Linked DNA regions of Mus musculus: region 1 is linked to region 2. Evidence: chromatin contacts called from public promoter capture Hi-C data. All regions are on one chromosome and are shown on one strand. Each heading gives the region's core, a stretch centred on a gene start, on an enhancer-like site or on the middle of the called end of the contact. The rest is flanking DNA. Distances are from core to core; before and after follow the strand shown. Region 1 holds the start of Adck2 (aarF domain containing kinase 2). Region 2 overlaps Kdm7a (lysine (K)-specific demethylase 7A).

Region 1 (6,745 bases), core at 1,354-3,853, 410 kb after region 2:
CTGCATGTATGTCTGTGCATCAGACATGCACTGAAATCAGAAAAGGGTAATTGGAGCCTGTGGAGCTGGAGTTCCAGTTGTTAGCAGCCATTTGGGTGCTAGGAATGAGTCGTGGGTCCTCTTAACTGCTGAGCTGTCTCTCCAGGAATTCCCAGTCCTTTTTTGAGAGAGGGTCTTACCTTGTATCCCTGACTGACCTGCAGCTCCCAATGTAGGCCAGTCTGGCTTTGAACTCTACCTGCCTCTACCTCCTGAGTGCTGGGGTCCTGTGCACTAGGAAGCCCAGTGCTAGGCAGTATTAGGAAGGTTGAAAAATACTGCTTTGGGGGATCTTGTCTAGTTTTAGTTGGACAACCCTCCTGTGTTCCTTTTGGAGAAATAAAGATCCAGAAAAAGTTGTCTGGGGGTCACAACCTAGAAGCTGCCTGTCTTAGTCAGGGTTTCTATTCCTGCACAAACATCATGACCAAGAAGCAAGTTGGGGAGGAAAGGGTTTATTCGGCTTACACTTCCATACTGCTGTTCATCACCAAGGAAGTCAGGACTGGAACTCAAGCAGGTCAGAAAGCAGGAGCAGATGCAGAGGCCATGGAGGGATGTTCTTTATTGGCTTGCCTCCCCTGGCTTGCTCAGCCTGCTCTCTTATAAAACCCAAGACTACCAGCCCAGAGATGGTCCCACCCACAAGGGGCCTTTCCCCCTTGATCACTAATTGAGAAAATGCCTTACAGTTTGATCTCATGGAGGCATTTCCTCAACTGAAGCTCCTTTCTCTGTGATAACTCCAGCTGTGTCAAGTTGACACAAAACTAGCCAGTACACTGCCATGGCTTAAAATGATGGACTCAGAACAATTCAAGTCTTCTGTGAACAACTTTGGGGCAGAACAGGCAAGTGAGTCAGGAGAAAGGGGATACTTTGTAATTAGTGCCTGCCCACATTTCTTTTTCTTTTCTAAAAATTCTTATTAGGTAGATTTATTTATTTTATATTATGTGTGAGTGTTATACATGTATATGGGTCTGAGCACAGACCCCCCTGGAACTTGTTCATTAGGAATGGCTGTAAACCCCATGCGGGTGCTAAGAATGGAACCCAGAGCCTTTGCAAGAACAACTAGTGCTCTTAACCACTGAGCCATCGCTCTCCAAGCCCTATTTTGCTTTTTTGAAACAGGGTCTCACTATGTAGTCCCTGTTGGCCTGGAGCTTGCTATACAAAGCAGACTGACCTCCAACTCACAGATTTTGCCCACCCCTTCCTTCCCTTCCCTCCTTCCCTCCTTCCTTACCTCCCCCTTCCTTCCTTCCTTCCTTCCTTCCTTCCTTCCTTCCTTCCTTCCTTCCTTCTTTCCTTCCTTCCTTCTTTCCTACTGGAATTGAAAGTGAGGGCACCGTGCCTGACACCTGACCACATTTCAAAGCAGTGTAAGGCATCATGTCTGCCTTGGGAAACCCAAAGGGTGTACCCCATCTTTTAGAGTTAGGAACTGGACTGTTATTGACCATACAGGAAGAGCCATTGGCCACTCCACTATTCCTGACTGTTAGTGGCCCTGATCTTACCTTTGGAGAAATTACTATATCTTCTGAGCCTTCTGGATGGCCAGGGGGTGTGTGTCTTGAGGTTGAATGACATGTCCAGTGATAGGAACCCTGGCCTTGTCCTTGTTTCTCTTTTTCTATAATCCTTTTCACCTGGGATGTCTTTAAATCTACCCTTGGTCAGACTTTTGTGCAAATTTCTTTCCACACAGGGACAAAAGCTGTTGATAGGTAGTAGGGACTGTGGTGCCCCAGGGCAGGCAGCTTTTTAAGTTCCAGAGCGCTGAGAAGAAATTGCAAGCCCTTTCCCTGGCTATGTAGGCTCAGTTCCCATGCTCTATCACCTACACACACACACACACACACACACACACACACACACCCCTCAGAACATCAAAAGTCTTTCCTACTTTGGAACTTTTATTTGGCTCCTCTCCCAACACCCTTTTTTTCTTCTCCAAAGTAGCCCAGCCTATGATTCAACCAGCTCCTCACTGCTTCTGTGGCCCTTGCTACATTTTTATTTCTATGACATTTATTTTGTATGTGGGGGACACGACTTAAAAGGAATTGGTGACATCCTTCCTTCATGTAGGTTCCACGGATCGAACTCATTTATTTCGTTGGGCTTGACATAAAATAATATCGTTACCTATCTAGTTTAGTATATATTCTTGTGACTCAACAAATATTAAATTAAATTCAAGAAAGACCTGATTTGGCTCAATAAGTCTTAGTTAAGTGTATAAGCCATTCCCTAAGGTCTAAACACCGCCGCTAAGTCAGCGTAGCCTGAGACTCAAGAACTCAGCAGCTGAAAAATCTGTCCTTCCTTTGGACCCACTTGTAATATTCAGTGTAGTTTAATATTTCTAGGATTTAAGCTACGAGGCTGTGAAGAGGAAAGGCAGACGCGGAAAAGAGGGCTACAGAGCTCGCGTCTGCGTTTTTTCTCTAAATCATCACAGGAACTCGATGTGCCCAGGCGCTTTTGCCCTAGTTCGCGCCGTGGCCCCTTTAAGGAGCATGTCGTGGGCAGAGAGGGCGGAACCAGGTACCGGAAGCTGGGAGCAGCGCTGGCCCGGACGCTTAGTGCTCTCTCTCTCTGCCTGGTTGTCACTGCCCGCTCTGTGCAGGTCCCGAGCCATCGGCTCGGCATCTCCGCCGCCCCCCGGGAGCCTGGCCCGTGAGCCCGCCGGAGCGCGCCTCTCAGGTCTTCCCGCGGCCCTCTGAGGCTTCGTCGTTCTCTCTAGGCCGCGGGTCCGCATCTCCGTCCCTGGCGCTCGGCGACTCCCTGCACTCTGAGCTCTGGCGCTGGACAGCTTGTCACCCGTGGTCCCCGGCTCAGGTCCCCGTTATCCCTCCCCTCCTGGGCTGCGCTAGGGGGCGCGGTCCGACTCATCCCCGCTTCGGCACGGAGCGTCTCCACAATGGCTTCCCTTTAGGTAGAGAACAAGCAGTCTAGGCCAAGGGGTCTAGAGAGGATGGTGACCCCCTGGCGTTTGTCTGTCAGGGTCTGCTTGTCACACTTAAGATGCTTTGAGTTCAGAAAGGAACTTGGGCATTCCAGACCCCTGGGATGCTCTCGCAATGCCAGACTATGTTGGTTTCTGCTAGGTACTTTGCCCAAATTAATCTCAGCCCATGGCAGTGTTGGAGAGGGGGCGCCTGGCAGCTTGTGCCAGAGAAAGACTCACTGGAGTGACCTGGCGGAAAATGGACTAGTGGAGAAGGTGGCCCAAGAAGGGCCTCTGGCCCGCGTCTTACTGTGTCTCCGCCTAGGGCTCCGCGCTGGTGTGCTCTTGGCGAAATTCTTCCCCCTCCTCTTCTTGTACCCTCTCACCTACTTGGCCCCTGGCCTCTCCACCCTCTGGCTCCATCTGCTTTTCAAAGCTACAGAGACCTCAGGCCCAACATATATCAAATTGGGCCAATGGGCCAGCACCCGGCGCGACCTCTTTTCAGAGGCTTTCTGTACCCAGTTCTCCAAGCTGCATGTCCAGGTGACCCCCCACCCTTGGGCAAGGACGGAATACTTACTCCAGCAGGCATTTGGGGAGGATTGGGGCAGCCTCCTCTTTTTCGAGACCCGGGAACCTGTAGGTTCAGGTTGTGTGGCCCAAGTGTACAAAGCGTTCGCTAGTATTTCCTTGTTGGAGGAAGACAGGATCTGGAGACTTGGGGAGCTCTCTGCCCCAGGAACCAGGGCCGTGGTGATGCAGAGAGAGCCCTTTATGAAAGACCGGAAGCCTTCAGAAAACCTTGCCGACGAAGCATTTCTAGAAAAACTGCTTCTTCCTAAAGCTGACCTTGGTGGGTCAGAAGTGGGTGTGTCTCAGGCTCCCTGGCATCTGCCTAAGTCAGATCACCTCATCCCAGTGGCAGTGAAAGTAAGTGCTCTCAGACCTTGCCTAGCACTTTAATCAAGTACCTACCCACTGAGCTGTCTGCCCCAGATCCGAAAGAGACCCTCGTGAGGGGCACATTGCTTTCTGTTCTAAGACTGAGTATTCCTTCTCCAAAAATGCTTGGGAATGGGAGCGTTTTGGATTTCATACGGTTCTGGATTGTAGAGCATTTGTATATCTTGGATGAGATAGCCTGGGATAGGACCCAAGTCTAAACACGAAACGTGAAATTCATTTATGTCTCACACACACACTCCACAACTTAGACATGTAGACTATAGGTCATTTCATGAAGTACTTTTAGTGCACCTGTGTAATGACCTTGCATCACCTGAGGTCAGGTTTGGAATTTTTCACTTGTCAGTCCTTTACCGGGTCAGATATTGAAGCATTTTGAGTTTGGATTAGGGCTGCTATTGCTATTGTAGCTCAACCAATACCTGTTAAATTCAAGCTATTTCTTTTATTTATTTATTTATTTATTTATTTATTTATTGTAGTGAGGATTGAACCTAAGGGGCAGTCAAACTTAGTTCACACATGCTAGGCAAACCCTCAGCCACTGAGGTTTATTGTGAGGCCTCATTTTGCCTTTAATTGTAGACAAGACCCTGCTATTTTAATTGTCCTCCCAAGTAGCAGGGATTGCCACAACCTCCTGGCTCAAGTTTGTTTGTTTTTTCTTTTTCTTTCCTTTCCCCCTCCTCCTCCTTTTTTTTTTTTTTTTTTTTTTTTTTTGAGGTAGATTTATACTATGTAGCCCCTTGGCTGTTCCAGAGCTTACTCTGTAGACCAGGCTGGCCTCAAAGCTACAGAGATCTGCCTGCCTCTGCCTCCTGAGTGCTGGGATTCAAGGTGTATTCCTCCACAATAGGCTCTGACTTCATTTCTTGACTTCAGAGAACAGTGGTGTGAATAGTGTGAAGGAGGGAGGGGAAAAAAAAAAAAAAAAAAACCTTGGGTTTTGCTACTTCTGGGGAGGAGGGACCACCACAACCCAAGAGCATCATGGGTATTGGGCTACTTCCCTTCGTTTTGACAAGAAGCACTCTGGCTGTTTTGAAGGTGGGAGCATGTGCTGGCTAGGTAAAATGTTTCCCTCTGACCCACTGTCTTGTCTCCTGGTTCTTTCTGGCAGGTATTACACCCAGGCTTGCTCTCTCAGGTGTCCATGGATTTACTGCTGATGAAGATTGGCAGCAAAGCCCTGGGGCTTTTACCTGGAGTCAAATGGCTTAGCTTGCCTGAGATCGTGGAGGAATTCGAGAAGCTCATGGTCCAACAGGTGACTCCTTCTCTCAGCTGTAAATAGCACCTAATATAGTTCTTGCCATAGTTAGCTGTTGGTTATGAACCAGGTGACTGATGAGTGAGTAGGTCATTTCCCAGGATGTCATTAGTCAGGGTGGGTAATGCTAGCGGATGCAACAAGAAATAGTCCAAGTCCACCAGCGTCATGCAGCTAGGCTATTTCTTGCTTATATTCAGGTAACCTGAGGGAAGAGGGGAGCTCTGCTTTGAAGTGGTATTAGGACCCATTTTCGTTGCAAGATTGGCACTGCCATTGCAACTGGGAAAACAGAGCCTGTGCAGCCTGTCACCACAAAGGCCAATGAACAGATACGAAAATTGAACCGTAACGTTTTTGTTGTACATTTTATTTTTGTGTGGGTATGTGGTGATGGGTAGGCATGGCCATGCCGTGGCATGTGTATATAAGTCAGAGGACACCTTTGAGGAGTCAGTGCTCCCCTTCCACAGTGTGGGCCCTTGAGGCTGGGGCTCCCATTGGCTCCAAGTGTTTTTACCCAGTGAGCCATTTTACTGGCCTAGAATTGAATCTTTAAACTGTGCTTTATTTAGAGAGCCTGTGGTTTGAAAAGATAATATATTTAACATTCTTTTAAAAAATATATAAAGACCTGCCTTATCTTTTTTTTTTTTTTCAGTTAGCAGGCTCAGTGGGGTGGGGTGGAGTGGGGAGACAGTCATTTACCTGGAGCTCAGGCTTGCCCCTCTGGTCAGCCTGTTGGCTGTAGTTTTGAGGCTTGTGCCTCTATGGCCTTGCACACTCTTTCCTCATTCTCTGGATATCTGGGCTTGGGCAGTTCTAGAAACACCAAGTCTTCTAGTGTCCAGTTATCAACTTTATACTTTTCCACAGCAACTGCAAAGGTAGAGAGAGCACAGCATCTCTCAATATTGTGCACCTGTTAAGCTATTAATAACAGGAACCTATAGATTCCTTTTTGCAATATAGAATACAGGTCTGATACAGAATAAAACTGCTCTAATCCATCCCCTCTTACCATCTCCAACATAGTCAGTTTGGAGTGGAGATGACATGGAAGATGTAAGAGATTTTATGAGTAGACCAGGAAGTGAGAAACATCTCTTGCTTCCAGTCTACAAGCAGATCTCCCAGAGTCCTTGGGAAACACAGTGTCCCTTTGTGCCTCCAGGCAAAATAAAACTAAATAATCATATTAACTCTGCCATCTTCAGGGCATGACCTCCAAGACTAGAAGACTCATCTATGTTTTCATAGCTAATTGAGTAGATGAGGACCTCTTTCCTGTTGGAGACCTTTGCGGGACATTTGTATAAGTAGCTAGATGTGGTAAACTAAGTTGGAGTTATCTGGGCCTTCAAATGAGGATCTGGCTCCCTGTTGGGTGGCTTAGGTATGGGTAGGGTTTCAAAAGCTATATACTAAGACTTCATTTATAGCCTCTGATTGAAGCTTTTTAGCTTTAATCCTTTTCAGCTCCTAGGCACTTATTTTAAAGTTTA
Region 2 (6,932 bases), core at 2,518-5,017:
AACAGAGTACGTGATACTAAATGCTTATATTAAGCATATAAAAAAATACAGAAATGTTTAACATAAAACAGTAGGATTTTGTTAGTCACTAGGCAGGTGGATCTTTGTTAATTCTAGGCCACTCTGGTCTACAGAGCGAATTCCCAGGCAGCCAAGGCTACACAGAGAAATCCTGTCTTGAAATCCACCCACAAAAAAGGTGGGGAAGGCATCAAAATTCCAACTCAATTCTTCACAGAGTTAGAAAGGGCATTTTGCAAATTCATCTGGAATAACAAAAAACCTAGGATAGCAAAAAACTATGCTCAACAATAAAAGAACCTCTGCTGGATTCACCTTGCCTGACCTCAAGCTATACTACAGAGCAATTGTGATAAAAACTGCATGGTACTGGTACAGTGACAGACAGGTTGATCAATGGAATAGAATTGAAGACCCAGAAATGAACCCACACACCTATGGTCACTTGATCTTTAACAAGGGAGCTAAAACCATCCAGTGGAAAAAAGACAGCATTTTCAACAAATGGTGCTGGCACAACTGGCGGTTATCATGTAGAAGAATGAGAATTGATCCATTCCTATCTCCTTGTACAAAGCTCAAGTCTAAGTGGATCAAGGAACTCCACATAAAACCAGAGACACTGAAACTTATAGAGGAGAAAGTGGGAAAAGCCTCAAAGATATGGGCACAGGGGAAAAAAATTCCTAAACAGAACAGCAATGGCCTGTGCGGTAAGATCAAGATTTGACAAATAGGACCTCATAAAATTGCAAAGCTTCTATAGGGCAAAAGATACTGTCAATAAGACAAAAAGACCACCAACAGATTGGGAAAGAATTTTTACCAATCCTAAATCTGATAAGGGACTAATATCCAATATATACAAAGAACTCAAGAAGCTGAACTCCAGAAATTCAAATAATCCTATTAAAAAATGGGGTACAGAGCTAAACAAAGAATTCTCACCTGAGGAATACCAAATAGCTGAGAAGCAACTGAAAAAATGTTCAACATTCTTAATCATCAGGGAAATGCAAATCAAACAACCCTGAGATTCCACCTCACACCAGTCAGAATGGCTAAGATCAAAAATTCAGGTGACAGCAGATGCTTGAGAGGATGTGGAGAAAGAGTATCCAATGTGTGGATACTTCATTCCTCCTAGAATACGGAATAAAATATCCATGGAAGGAGTTGCAGAGACAAAGTTTGGAGCTAAGACCATCCAGAAACTGCCCCACCTGGGGATCCATCCCATAATCAGCCACCAAAAGCAGACACTATTGCATACACCAGCAAGATTCTGCTGAAGGGACCCTGATATAGCTGTCTCCTGTGAGGCTTTGCCAGTACCTGGTAAATACAGAAGTGGATGCTCACAGTCAGCTATTGGATGTAACACAGGGCCCCCAATATAGGAGCTAGAGAAAGTACCCAAGAGCTGAAGGGGTCTGCAACCCTATAGGTGGAACAACAATATGAACTAATCAGTACCCCCAGAGCTCCTATCTCTAGCTGCATATGTAGCAGAAGATGGCCTAGTCGGCCATCATTGGGAAGAGATGCCCCTTGGTCTAGCAAACTTTATATGCCCTAGTACTGGAAATGCCAGGGCCAAGAAGTGGGAGTGAGTGGGTAGGGGAGCAGGGTGGGGGGAGGGTATAGGGGACTTTTGGGATAGCATTTGAAATGTAAATGAAGAAAATATCGAATAAAAAAATGTGGGGGAAAAGAAAAACAAAAAAAAAAAAAGTGGGGAAGGGGCTGGAGCACTGAAGTGGTTAAGAGCACTGACTGTTCTTCCGAAGGTCCTGAGTTCAATTCCCAGCAACCACGTGGTGGCTCACAACCATCTGAAAGGAGATCTGGCACCCTCTTCTGGAGTGTCTGAAGACAGCTACAGTCTACTTACATATAATAAATAAATAAATCTTTAAAAAAATAAAAGTGGGGAAAAGATGCCAAGCTTTCAAAATAAAGTTGAGACAGCCATAGTCACTAATAAAGCATCATTTCAACACATTCAACTCACTAGAAAAATATTTAAAATAACAAGCCTGGAAAACAGAAAAGAAGACAAAACTACAAAATAGCATATAAGCAATTTCATAATCACAGTGGAATATTTCTAGCAAAAATAGTAAGCAATAAGGTGGACTGAAAAAATAGATAATTCAATTCAAGCAATATAACATTTGATTCAACAATCATAAATGTGATATTGCACCTAGGAATTGCAAAATGCACATTTTTTTCAGACATACTCAGCATATTTACAAAATCATCCACACCTCAGGAAAATAAAAAGTCCTCAACAAATATCCAATGATCTAAATCACTTATATGCCCAAAATACAATTAAGCTAGAAATCAATATAGATAATAGTAACAGACAACTACAGAAAACCCCAAATACTTTGAAATTTAAAATTAAAAGTGTTAAGAAACATATAAACTATGAGATTTTTGAAAAGCATTGGGGACAGAGAGATGGCCTAATAGTTAAGAGCACTTGCTGCTCTTACAGAAGACTAGGGTTTTGTTCTCAGCTCCACACCAGATGGCTCAGAACACGTCTAACTCTAGCTCCAAGGGATCCGGTGCCGTCTTCTAGCCTCTGAGGACACTTTCATGCACACACATGAATATACACTAAATAAGGTAAAATTAAAAGCCCAATGTGTGGCATATTGTACAACCCTCCAATTTATTTCTTCAACATTTTTTTTTTTTCAGGAAAGGAAGTGCATGCCTACCACTGTGATTATGTGTGAGGTTAGAAGACAGTTTTTCTCCTTCCACCACATGGGTCCAAGGAGACTGAAGTCGGTCCTCAGGCTTGGCGGCAAGTACTGTGTGTATCCACTGAGCCACCTCCCTGGCTTGCCCCCTTACTTTTTGAATCATGGTTTCTCACTGAACCTGGAGCTCAATGGCTGGACAAAACTACCTCAGCAGCTAGTGAGCACCAGGGATTCTCCGTGTGCACCCTCCGTGGCCACTGTACTTGACTTTTATATGGGTTATAGAATCGGAGATTCATCCCTTTATGTTTGTACAGTAAGCCATCTCCTCCAGACACCCCATTACTTTAAAAGAAAGAAAGGAAACAAACAAAACCACACAACCAAGATGATAATTTAAAGATAAAAACTTCCTAAACCTGTTAAAGGTATCAAAAAACAAAAAGCAACTATAACACTTTAAAGTATAAGGCTAAAAGTTTTCCTTTCCTGATTATGAAGAAAATATGTGTGCCCACCTTTCCTGTTCTTAGTTATGCCCTCAGGGCCTTGACACAGTAGAGAGATAAAAACAAAAGAGATACAAATATTAGAAAGAACGGACCAAAACTCGTTACTCACAGATGTAACAACATTAGCGACTGAGTCAGTTCTCTAGGCGAACTCATGTACAAGGTGATACTGACTAGGACTTGTCAAAAACCATTTTCTGTAACTGCCAAACACTAAAAAACAATCCCCAAATATTCAACAATTGTAGACTAGGTGTATTAACATTAACATATTTATTTTACAGGTGACAACCACTGTTACAGACAATAGTTGGATAACGCAATTGTGGTAACGCACATCTGCAATGCTAGCAGTAAAGAGACAGCTTCATCAAGAGAGACCCTATCTCAAATAGGCAAAACAATACCAAGTGAAAGGTCACAGGAGGGCTGGCAAGATGGCTCAGTGTGCAAAAGCATTTGACACAGAGCCCCATGACCGGAGTTTGGTTCCGGGGCCACATGGTGAAGGGGAGAACCAACTCCCAAAAACTTATCTTTGCCCTCCATACACAGCGGCAGACTCACACCCCTCCTACACCAAAATAAATAGATAAAATATCATTTTTAAAGGCCACGGATAGTATCCCTTTGAAATTTTTATATGAAATTTACAAATGGAAAAAATTATTTTCATTTAAAACATGGGTAATGAAGACAAAAGTATTACTGTCAAAAGTAACGACAGTGACTACGTAGAGAATCAGAGGAAGCTGTAACTTAATTACACTGTAGGATAGTCCACGTTTTTCTTTTTCTTTTTTAAATTCAGTGATAGTCTATATTACAAGATATTTGAACCTGTTTCCAGTCTGGATGGAAGAGAGACACACCCTTAGTACTTACTTTTAATTCCAAACAATGAAGGTAAAGTTAGTTTGTAGACGGAAGCACCCATGTTTGAAAGTGATGTCTAATTGAGTGGCAGACAAAGTGTCAAATGCAAGAAAGACTTGACAGAATATGCCCAACTCTCACAAGAATAGAGGGGAAAGGAAAGCAGCTACTTAAGGGGGAGACAGCGAAAACAGGAAGGAGAAAGTACAGTACAGGAGTACAGTAGTCCTGAGAGCTACACAGTAGAGTTGAGAGGGAAGTAGAGCAGCACAGAGAGCGAGAAGGAGCAGTTGTACACAGACAGGTTGCAGAGAGCGAGCAAGTTAGACACAGGTAGAGACAAAACAAGAGGAGTCAGAAGATTAGAAAGATTGTTAACGTTAATGTAAGGCCAAGCAGAGCAACTCAGGAGTGCCCAAGAGAGAATAGCCATATTGAATCAGTCATCTTGGAGAGGAGTTTGAGCAGAACAGCTGAGTTGAACCAGCCAGCCAGCGTTCAGAAAGACTAAGAAAAGGGTGAGCTGATTCAGCAGTCAGTCTCAGAGGCTGAAAACATTCTAGGCCTAGACTAGATTGTACAGAGGCCAGGAACCTCCAGGACCTAGCTTAGCCAAAGAAGTATTACATCAAGCAAATGAAAGATTTTTTTTTACAAGAATATTGAAATAATTTTTACCAATTTTTTTATTCAGTAACCTTGTTATATGTATAAATGCATACATACACATATATAAATGCCTTTTTTTATTTTAAAAGAGAGTGACTAAAAATCTCAAGTGTATTAATTTTATATGTGGCCAAAATTTAAGTAAGTTAATGCAAAAGCAAGATACTTCAGTAGCTGACTTAGAGAAATCCAAACTGGCTAACTGTTATTATCACTGGCATGAAATACAGTTTGGAGGTCACTTAACCCATATCATACGAGTGTTTAACAATCAGGTGCCAACAGTCCACGTAAAAGGGTTAGTGATGAAGAATGTGCTGTGAGGAAACAACTAACCATTCCTATTTCCAGGATGAATGCCTATAATGACGGCAAGCACACATACTTGTGTGCACCTAGTTTAAAAAGGCTATTCACACAGGTAACCTCTATTCAAGGCAAACAAAAACGACTTAATTGATGCTTTGAAAAGTGCTTGTTTCAGGGCTAGGATTATATTATAGCTAAGTAGTAGAAGACTTGCCTAATATGCACAAGGTCCTGGGTTGGACCCTTGCAATTAGGTTGAACCATATGGAGTTGCCAGTATTTGACCATTTTGAAATATGAAAATAGCAATTTTACATGGTTCTACCATGGGAATAACTATACGTTATTTTCTTAATAGCACTAAACTGCAAAGTACCTAGGAATAAATCTATCAAGATATGAAAGTGCAAGGTTGAACAACATTGTAAAAGACACTAAGGAAGATACAGACAGCCGCTCCATGATCATTCTTCAAAAAATTTAGTGTTGGGCCAAGTGTGATGCACATCTTTTAATCCCAGCACTTGGTAGACAGAGGCTAGTCAATCTCTCTGTGTTTGAAGCCAGCCTATTCTACACAGTGAGTTCTGTACACAGTGAGACCGTTTAAAAATAAGAAAAACAAAAAACAGGCCAGGCGTGATGGCACACACCTTTAATCCCAGCACTTGGGAGGCAGAGGCAGGCAGATTTCTGAGTTCGAGGCCAGCCTGGTCTACAGAGTGAGTTCCAGGACAGCCAGGGCTACACAGAGAAACCCTGTCTTGAAAAACAAAAAACAAAAAACAAAACAAAAAAAAAAACACCCTGAAGAGCTGCCTACCTCTGCCTCCTAAGTGCTAGGGTTAAAAGCATGCACTACCATGCCTATCCCCCATTCCTCTAATTATTTAGGCAAATATTTAAGAACAAGTGTTAGGTAATAACAAACTACACATTAGAGAGCAAAACACTAAAATGTGTGCAGGCCACTCATCCACTAAATGAAACATTTCCCAGGAAGGGGGTTATTATATACTAAATATTCTAACTTATTGGTTCTCAACCTGTGGATTATAACCCCTTTGGGGTCAAATGACCCTTTAACAGTGTGGTATATCAGATATCCTGCATATCAGATATTTGAATTATGATTTATAACAGTAACAAAATTAGAGTTTTTAAGTAGTAACAAAATAATTTTATGATGGGGGTGAGTCTCTACAACATGAGGAAGTATATTAAAGATTGAGAAACACTGCTCTAAGTGCTAAAAAGATTTTTATCAGGGGAAGGGGAAAAATCCATATTTTAAAAAGGGTTGGGGGAAAATCCATACTTTTAAAAGGGGTTGGGGGGAGCCAGACTAGAGAGATGGCTCAGCAGTTAAAGGAGTGTGTTGCTTTTGCAGAGGACCTCAGTTCAGTTTCCGACACTGTACTCACCCACCCCAAACACACACACACACACACACACACTTAAAGATAAAAACAAAATAATTTTAAAATGGATGGTGACATCTAGGAAAAGGTACCCCTCAAAGACTCTGCAATCATACATTTCATCACAGAACAGAGTGTGCAAATGACTCATTACCTTTCAAGGTTTCCAGCAAACTTTTGGCTACAAACCAGCATATGGCTTCAAAGAAAGGAAATTTGAAAAGATCTGGTGTTTTTAGTCTTTTTTCCATCTCATAACACCTAAATGAATGAAATTTGAAGAACAGTTAATATTAATGTTAGCATTTTAAAAGTTAAATGAAGGTAATCAACTGAAAACAAGCAGGCCATGATAAATATGGACTGTATATTTACTTAACAATATCACTTTTTGACAA

Evidence for each region. Promoter capture Hi-C pulls out the DNA fragments that hold promoters and counts their contacts.
Region 1: a contact with region 2 is called in a promoter capture Hi-C map of fetal liver, with 3 times the contacts expected there. The contact joins the promoter of Adck2 here to the enhancer-like site in region 2. A contact is called at or near these places in 8 of 39 promoter capture datasets (the 3T3-L1 cell line, embryonic stem cells, fetal liver and 2 more), 1 of 15 datasets of contacts at CTCF or cohesin (the NIH/3T3 cell line), 1 of 484 Hi-C or Micro-C datasets (myocytes) and 2 of 9 other capture datasets (adipose tissue and pancreatic islet).

The regions. Positions count from the first base shown.
Region 1 is chr6:39,571,273-39,578,017 of GRCm38.p6, forward strand. Adck2 (aarF domain containing kinase 2) reads left to right here and starts at 2,604. Exons shown (of 8, transcript NM_178873.3): 1 at 2,604-3,934; 2 at 5,091-5,237. The coding sequence starts at 3,029.
Region 2 is chr6:39,158,409-39,165,340 of GRCm38.p6, forward strand. Kdm7a (lysine (K)-specific demethylase 7A) reads right to left here. Exons shown (of 20, transcript NM_001033430.4): 9 at 6,689-6,795. Among named protein-coding and RNA genes, the nearest start is that of 4930599N23Rik, 43 kb to the left of the region's middle. Within about 2 kb of position 3,768, at least 7 of the 459 cell types and tissues checked have an H3K27ac peak or open chromatin away from gene starts, as enhancers often do. A contact at or near this core is called in fetal liver, where this site is marked.